3 separate regions of the Sus scrofa genome follow, and regions 1 and 3 are each linked to region 2. Evidence: chromatin contacts called from public Hi-C data. All regions are on one chromosome and are shown on one strand. Each heading gives the region's core, a stretch centred on a gene start, on an enhancer-like site or on the middle of the called end of the contact. The rest is flanking DNA. Distances are from core to core; before and after follow the strand shown.

Region 1 (2,700 bases), core at 76-2,575, 200 kb after region 2:
CCAGTTCTCTGCAAAAAAGTTCACAATGAGATAGGAAAAGAAAGGGGAGTTAAAAAGGATCTGAAGGTCTGTAATTGGTCTTTGAAAATAAATGCTATGGCAACATTCATATTAAAAACACACACACAAGGGGTTCCTATTGTGGCTCATGGGTAGAGTCCATGAGGACACAGATTTGATCCCTGGCCTCATTGAGTGGATTAAAGATCCAGTATTGCCACAAGCTGGGGCATAGATTGCTGTTGCTATGGCTGTGGCTGTAGAACAGGCCTCAGCTTCAGCTCTGACAATCCCTAGCCTGGAAACTTCCACATGCCGCAGGTATGGCTATTAAAAAAAAAAAAAAAAAGTACAAGAAAAAAATACCCATTTATTTACCTTCTGCGTACATTGGGCCATTTTATTTATTCTTCAAAACAGCTCTAGGAGATAGTATTAATATCACCACTTCACAGGTGAGGAGACAGAGTCTAAGGAATGTGCCCCAAGTCACCTTTCTTATCAGGGGAAGAACTGAGATGGAACTTCTGAGAGTCTGGCTTTAGAATCTATTCTTTTCTGCTGTGCCACCTGGAGCTCTGATCTCCAGAAAAGAGAGAAAGGGAAGGAAAGAAACTTCCTCCCTCCTTCCTTAGCCTGCACTCCATGCCTCTCCATCATCAATTTCTCAGGTACTCTTGTGCCCTTGAATCAAATTCCCAGCTTCCATGGACTCAAGAAACATGGAATACTGATCACCCTTTGCCTTTGATCCTGACAACTGTAATAGGACATCAGCAAGAGAAAAACAAAATCCCAGTTCTCCCCTAGTTCTCATTAATAGGAAATACTAAGGGCTTAAAACCCATAGGTAGATATGCAAGTAGACTATACTATTTTAAGTGTAACCTAAAAGCTTACAGAAGCACGAGATTTTAAAGGAAAATTACTTCTGAAGACCAGAGTAACTTGTGAATGACAGTTTCTGAGTACAAATAAACCATCAGGTCCTTGTTAAAGCTGGCACTGATGTATTTGAGACATAAGAAGGATGCCAGGATGGAGTGGGTGGGGACAGGGGTTGGTACAGAACTGGCAGGAAGGTCTGGGGAGAGTGGATCTGAGCGACACTGCTAGGAAAGCTTTCTACACACGAAAGGGGAAATTAGGAAAGGAGGAACTCCCTCCATGGACATTGGGGTCTGGATCTCAGCCATGACAAAGACCAGGAAAGGAACCCGCAGATGACTCTCTGGAACAGAGGTCACAGAATGATTGCTCCAGCCCACAGCTATGTTTTGCTTGGCTCACTTGGTGCTTTCTAAACCATGAGTCAGTGCCAGCATTTAAAAAGCAGGAAATGTCACATAAATTAGTATTTCCGACTTCTCTTGAAAAATTAGAAGACTTGTAATACCTTGCCCACATCCCCACATGGAAACAAGCTGAGGTCACCTAGGCTCTTCAGAGAGGCTGAGTCTGGCCTGGTGCCCACCCAGGCAAGGCACCCACTTAGCCTCCTCCCTGGGAGTATTTGTGTCCTCAGCTTCTGATCCAGCAGTGGCTTCCCAGGACACTGAGACAAGCTGTTCTGCCACAAAGGACAGAGTATTTTATCCAAAAACTGCCTGCTCACCCAGCATGCAGCCCGTAGACAGGGAAGTGATCACAGGTATCAGAGGCAGCGCCCTGCACCCATGTTAAGCACTCCCATGACGAGATGCCAACTTTGCTTCCCCCAAAAATTGCCGTTATTTCCTTCACATATCTTAATTTGTTGCCACACCTCAATATTTACTATTCTCTAAATATTCTTCCCAGATTTGTACCCTCTGTTTGGAATGCTTTCCCCCCTCTACTTGCTTCTTCCCACTCCCTATGTCCAACCTATGCCCATCCTTCAAGGTCCATATCAAATTTGTTCTGTGAAGCCTTCTTCCATTTTTGTAGTCAGAATTAATCCCTGCCTCCTGTTTTACTATAATATTGGTTTAAACATCTACTGTAGGATTACCACAATTTGATTTGGTTAATCTTTCTTTCTGTTAACTCCTGAATTCTTGAAAGCCAGAAATTGCCTCTTATTTATCTTTGTGCCCACCCCTTCTCCACACCCACTCCTCTCAGTTCCTAACAAAGTACCTCATGCAGAGTAGATAGTCAGTAATTGGTGAATAGTTTTTAAAGATCATGGAGGCACTGGTTTCTACTGCCATCTAGTGACCATAATGTAGAATTATGCCTAAAGCCATTGCCATCTTGTAGGAACTGAAATTCCAAAGCCACGCTAGCAAAGGAAACCATTTAAAAAAAAGACAAAAAAAGAAAAGACACTCCACAGAATGGGAGAAAATCTTTGCAAACAAAGCAACCAACAAGATATTAATCTCCAAAACATACAAACAGCTTATACATCTTTATACCAGAAAAAAAAAAATTAAAAAGTGGTCAGAAGATCTAAACAGACCTTTCTCCAAAGAAGATAGATGGCTAAAAAGCACACAAAAAAATGCTTAACATCATTAATTTTTATAGAAATGCACATCAAAACTGCAAAGTGCTATCACTTCACACCACTCAGGATGTCCATCATAAAAATTTACGAATAATAAATACTGCAGTGGGTGTGGAGAAAAGACAACACTCCTACACTGTTGGTAGGACAGTAAGCTGGTGAAACCACTATGGAGAACTGTATGGAATTTCCTTAGAAACTCAAAA
Region 2 (2,736 bases), core at 61-2,560:
TTTATTTAGGTCTCAAGTCAAACATTAGCTTCTCCATGAAACATAAGCACATATTCTCTATTAGCAATTCTTACATAGCCACCATCACACCCCCTTTTATGTAGCACTTTAAATGAGCTAAACACATTGATCAATCCCTCCATCTATCTATTCACTTTTCTGCATGTTGTGTGCTAAATACTTGTTTTTTTGTTTTTTTCTGTCTCCCTTTACTTAAAATCTAAGTTCACGTAGGGCAGGGGATATTTCTGTCTTGTTCACTCCTGTATTCCCATATATGGTAGGATAATACATATTTTCTGAATATATATGTGAATGAATGCATATGCCATTTAGAATATTTCAAAGTATAATAGTATATAAAGTTATTTTTTAAAAAATGAATCAAATCTGAATCAATTATTTGTAAGGCTCTAGTAAAGTAAACATGAATACTTACCTAGTATCATGTTGGGAACTCTGAATTAGGGGAGGTCTAGACATATTTTCAATATAGAACATTGGCATGAACAAGTGTACTAAAAGTTATTCTCCTTTTCTTAGGGCAGGAACACTCTCCAACCATCAAACAGAAAAAAAACCTTTTCTTTTTGAGGAAAAGTATCAACCATATCCTTCTGCTTAATGAAGTCTTTGGGACCTGGAATGTACTATGAGAGACAACTCAAATTCAGACAACCTTTTCCTCACAACAGAGGGCTACTTTGCAAACCACATTATATTCTCTAATAAATAAATGTAACTCAGTAAGTAAGTGGATTTACTTGACTCACACAGGAGAAAAACGAAGTGAATTTCCAAGAGCAATTTTCATTAAAAAAAATCTATCTGAGAGGGAAGAAGCTCTACAATTCAAGAGCTAGCAATGTATGAGTCACCCAGCACAAAGCCGCACCTAGTGCAGAAACCCCACCCACTGCAACATCCCCAAGAGCTTCTCCTTGATCATTTTCAGCCTATTACTTCACATAACCTTATGCACAATTGACGTGTTAATTATTAGATAATTCTTTTCAAACATGTCTTTAAATCTGCATCTCCAAAACTTCCCTGTCCATCTGCCCTATAGACCAACACAAATGAGTTTGTTCCCCTTCCCATATGACATTCCTTCAAACATGGAATTGCATCAGTCTTTCCTTTTTCTCTTTTGAGGCCACATTTTCTCATTAGTCATTAATTTTTTTTTTATCTTTTTGTCTCTCTCTTTTTTTTTTTTTTTTTTTTTTGGCTTTTCTAGGCCCGCACCCATGGCATATGGAGGTTCCCAGGCTAGGGGCCTAATCAAAGCTGTAGCTGCTGGCCTACAACATAGCCACAGCAATGCAGGACCCGAGCCAAGTCTGCAACCTACACCACAGCTCATGGCAACGCCGGACCCACCGAGCAAGGCCAGGGATCAAACCCGCAACCTTATGGTTCCTAGTCAGATCCATTAACCACTGAGCCACAACAGGAACTCCAGTCATTAATTGTTTTTTATGAGTTGTTTCCAAGTTCCTGATCACTCTAGTTATTTTCCTTTGTACATGTTCTAATTGATCAGTATTCCTGTTAAAATGTGACATCCAGGGATAAACCCAGCAGTAAACAAGTAGCTTGACTGTTTCATAATACACAACCACTGACATTTCCCCTTATTTTGGTCCTGTGCCTAGACTAACAGTGTTAGTGTTTTGGCAGTTTTGGCAGTTGACTCATATTTAGAACATACAAATTAAAATTCTTTCACTTTAGTGATCTCCTAAATCCTCTGCTAAATTTTACAGAAGGCTGTACAAATTAGGTTGTTTGACTTAGGGTTTTCAGACTTTTCATGATCCCAGTATAGTTCCCAATAAAGGCACGAATTCCCTCTTACTAGATTTACTTTCCAGGTGTGTCGAAGAGTTTAACATTTAATCCTCATTCTGGTTCTTTGCCTTTGATGGTTCTTTACCAGCAAAGCTTCTTACAATACTCTGGGTATTGGAAAGGGGTTTCCATGAGCAAATTGCAGGGAACCTGAGAGCAGCTTCTCAAACCTCTTCTTTCTTTCCAGGTGTCATCTCAAATGCTAACTCACAAATATCCCTGGTTTGGGTGTCAATTATTCTGTTTTTCTTTTCTTTCTTTTTTTTTTTTTTTTTCGTATCTATCCAATAGCCACACTTTAACACAGAGTGAAATACAATGTTGCAAACAGCACAACTGTGGTTCCAAATGGACAAAGTTACTTTCTGCCTATGACTTTGGGAATTCCCTTCTCTTGTTCTAACAAGTACTGGCTTTCTGACCTGCCACACATGCACTAAGGTTCATGTTTTTCAATATTCATCCCAAAGTACCAAATTATTTAATCTATTCAGGTCTTTCCTGCCTTACTTTAAATGTACTATTGGCAAGTAAAATGGAAAGTAGTGTGAAACTAAGGCTGAAACATTCTTAACTTGGGAACTTACTGATTATCACACTTTATGGTCTAAGGCATTTTTTTCTTTAGTATTATTTCTTTTATATATATATAAAATGATTTTTGTTTTTTCCATTATAACTGATTTAGTGTTCTGTCAATTTTCTGCTACACAGCAAGAATGACCCAGTCACACATATATGCATACATTCTTTTTTCTCACATTATCATGCTCCATTACAAGTGACCAGACATAGTTCCCAGTGCTATACAGAGGATCCCATTGCTTATCCATTCCAAAGCCTATAGCTTGCATCTACTAACCCCAAATTCCCAGTCCTTCC
Region 3 (2,700 bases), core at 151-2,650, 220 kb before region 2:
ACTTGCTATGGGAAACCAAAAATCAGGGATTTGATTTAGGCCTTGTAAGTAGTGATATTTTTGATGGGTAAACAGAGATTGGGGGACATTCTTGGTGGAGAGAACCAAAGAAGAAAATATTTTTTGAATGCTTACCATGTGCCAAACAAACTGCTCAGTGCTTTCACATATGTTAACTTATTTAAGCTTTACAGTCATCTCCTGGAATGTTATTATGGCTTACTTTCACAGATATGAAAGCTAAAGCTCAGAAATGGTATATAATGTTTTCAAATTCACAAAGCTAGAGAGGTCACAATTTGAATTGAATCTGACTCCCAAGCCTATGCGCTCTCTTTTATCCTCCCAGGCTCTATTCAAGGGCAAAGAGTTTAGAGGAAATGACTGGCTGGAGCATAAGACACAGAAAGGATAAGTATAATAATAATGCTTGACAAGGAGGTTGGCACCAGGCCATGGAAGGCCTTGAATTGGGTACTGTGGGGGTGTTTCTGGGCAGTGGGGTGGTCAGCATGAGGTAATCAAGTATGGGGGATGCAGGGGAAACTTGTGGAGGGACATGGAGCAAGAAGAAGAACGACCTTATTTCACAACATTGCCTAGACTTGGTCGTGCTGATGCTAGTGAAAAACTTCTGAGGAAGAGGCCAATTTCTAATACTGGATAATATTCAGGAGAAGGAAGGAAGCCTGAGCCTGGAGTTGCAGTGCTTCTAACCTGAGAGGGGAGTTGTGTGTATTCCTTGCCGCCTCTCAGCATCTTGGTCTTACAATGTCCTCTTGGTCACTACCGCCCCTACTTCATCAGAGTACTTTAGAACATTGGGAAATTTCTTTGATTTGCAGGAACCTTTTGGAGATTTTGCAAAATCACTCAAATACCCAAATCATGAGGGGTTTTAGGTCAGAGAGCTTGAAGTAAATTTGGGATGAGGAGGTTTCCTGTTTTTCTCTTTATTAGAATTGACTTAGAGTTGCAACTTTAAAAATTTAAATCGTGGACAGTGCTGAAGGGATGCCTGTGATCTTTGAATAATTTTTAAAGTTGAGAAAACTGACACCTAGGGAAATTATGAAACTGGCCTAAGGTGACACTGTACTTGCCTGATTGCCATTGGAACCAGGTTCCTTCATTGCTGAGCCCTATGCTCTTTGTGTGAAAAGACTGTTTCTGATTTTAGTAAGGTGGCCTTTCAGGCTGGGACCAACCTGAGGGGCATTCATTTACCCAGGGGATTATGATGATTGGGTAATATGCCTTTTGAGAGGCCTTCTTCCAGAACGTTGCTGTAAGCACAAAGAACAGGAATCCACCCTCACAAAAGGTCACAGGAGAGACAGCCAAAGACTGTCAAGTCTTCCCAAGTCAGCACCTCTCCATGTGCTCACCACTGACTAATATCATTCCTGGGCCTGGCCGCTGGCAGGGCTCAGAAAGGCTATCCCTTCTTCCTGCACTGCCTGTTGGTTTCAGTTGCTTTGAGGCTTATGATTTTACTTAAAGGGAAGTAGGGGATTCTTCATCTGTGTGGGCAGGCCCCAGTGGAATCCGTTTGCTGCTGCAAGTGTGCCAGGAAAGTGGGAAGCAGGGATTCCCGCCCCCCGAGTATGAAAACAAATCCTTCCCCACACCTTTGATCTGGACATCTTGCCAAAAATAACCTGGTGGGAGGAGCGGGTGTTCTTGGCAGGCACAATAGGTGGTAGGTTTTTGTTTTTGTTTTTCTGTTTCCTTTTTCAGTATGTAATACAAAATTTTAAAAATACAAAATAGTAGACCATGGAAAGTAAGGGTCCCTGCTACCCCTGACCCCAGACTTCCAGTTCCTTTTTCCAAAGGCAACATATATTCTTTCAGATAAATTCAATGCCTGCACAGACATTATTACTATTTTTTTTAACACAAGTGGTAATATACTTTATGCCCTTTGCTTTTGCTTTTTTCACTTAGGCTATTTTAGGCTTTGCTCCATATTGAACTTCTTTTTTTTAATACTTCAATTTTTATTATTTATTATTATTTTTAAGTGATTTTTATAGTGTTTTTTTATTTTTTCCATTATAGCTGGTTTACAGTGTTCTGTCAATTTTCTATTGTATAGCAAGGTGACCCAGTTACACATACATGTTTTCATTCTTTTTTCTCACATTATCATGCTCCCTCATAAGTGACTAGATATAGTTCCCAGTGCTACACAGCAGGATCTCATTGCTTATCAAACTTCTTTGTTTTTTTAACCACAAAATTTCCAGACATTTTATTTCTTAACTTCCTTTCTTCATTGTTTTGCCTCTTTCTTGCTTTTGAATACTCATTGGTTTAAGGTTTTTTACGTAGTTAAAAAGTAGGAAAAGACCCAACAGTAAAAAAAAGCTACACTCAAATCTATTGATCTCTGAAGGATTAGAATAGTTTTTATTGCCTTTATGCCCTGAAAGTAGGACACTGTTACTTCTGTTTCATAGGAAAAGACCCAGTAGCCAGGAAGCTCCCAGATTTTACTCTCAGTGCATTCTGGGAGTCTGTGACCATTTCAAATTAATTGGTCCTAGCTTTATCCATGAAGGATCTCTGTGACTGAATGAGTTTCTTGACAAGATGACTATTAAGTGCTGTTATCCAGAATGGGAAATTGGGGCTCAGTGAGCCAAAACAGTATACCAAGGAGGAATTTGGCAAATGAGGACAGATCTTACTTGC

The links. A called contact is a pair of places that touch in the nucleus more often than the background predicts.
Region 1: a contact with region 2 is called in a Hi-C map of liver, with 6 times the contacts expected there. The contact joins two enhancer-like sites. A contact is called at or near these places in 4 of 47 Hi-C or Micro-C datasets (embryonic fibroblasts, liver and subcutaneous adipose tissue).
Region 3: a contact with region 2 is called in a Hi-C map of liver, with 1.7 times the contacts expected there. The contact joins two enhancer-like sites. A contact is called at or near these places in 15 of 47 Hi-C or Micro-C datasets (adipose tissue, alveolar macrophages, embryonic fibroblasts and 9 more) and 2 of 2 datasets of contacts at active chromatin or transcription factors (alveolar macrophages and skeletal muscle).

Annotation. Positions count from the first base shown.
Region 1 is chr9:115,137,311-115,140,010 of Sscrofa11.1, reverse strand. No RefSeq gene overlaps it. Among named protein-coding and RNA genes, the nearest start is that of FASLG, 70 kb to the right of the region's middle. Within about 2 kb of position 1,325, at least 19 of the 83 cell types and tissues checked have an H3K27ac peak or open chromatin away from gene starts, as enhancers often do. A contact at or near this core is called in liver, where this site is marked.
Region 2 is chr9:115,339,540-115,342,275 of Sscrofa11.1, reverse strand. No RefSeq gene overlaps it. Among named protein-coding and RNA genes, the nearest start is that of TNFSF18, 120 kb to the left of the region's middle. Within about 2 kb of position 1,310, at least 3 of the 83 cell types and tissues checked have an H3K27ac peak or open chromatin away from gene starts, as enhancers often do. A contact at or near this core is called in liver, where this site is marked.
Region 3 is chr9:115,555,466-115,558,165 of Sscrofa11.1, reverse strand. All of the region lies in intron 1 of TNFSF4 (TNF superfamily member 4), which reads left to right. Among named protein-coding and RNA genes, the nearest start is that of TNFSF4, 15 kb to the left of the region's middle. Within about 2 kb of position 1,400, at least 16 of the 83 cell types and tissues checked have an H3K27ac peak or open chromatin away from gene starts, as enhancers often do. A contact at or near this core is called in liver, where this site is marked.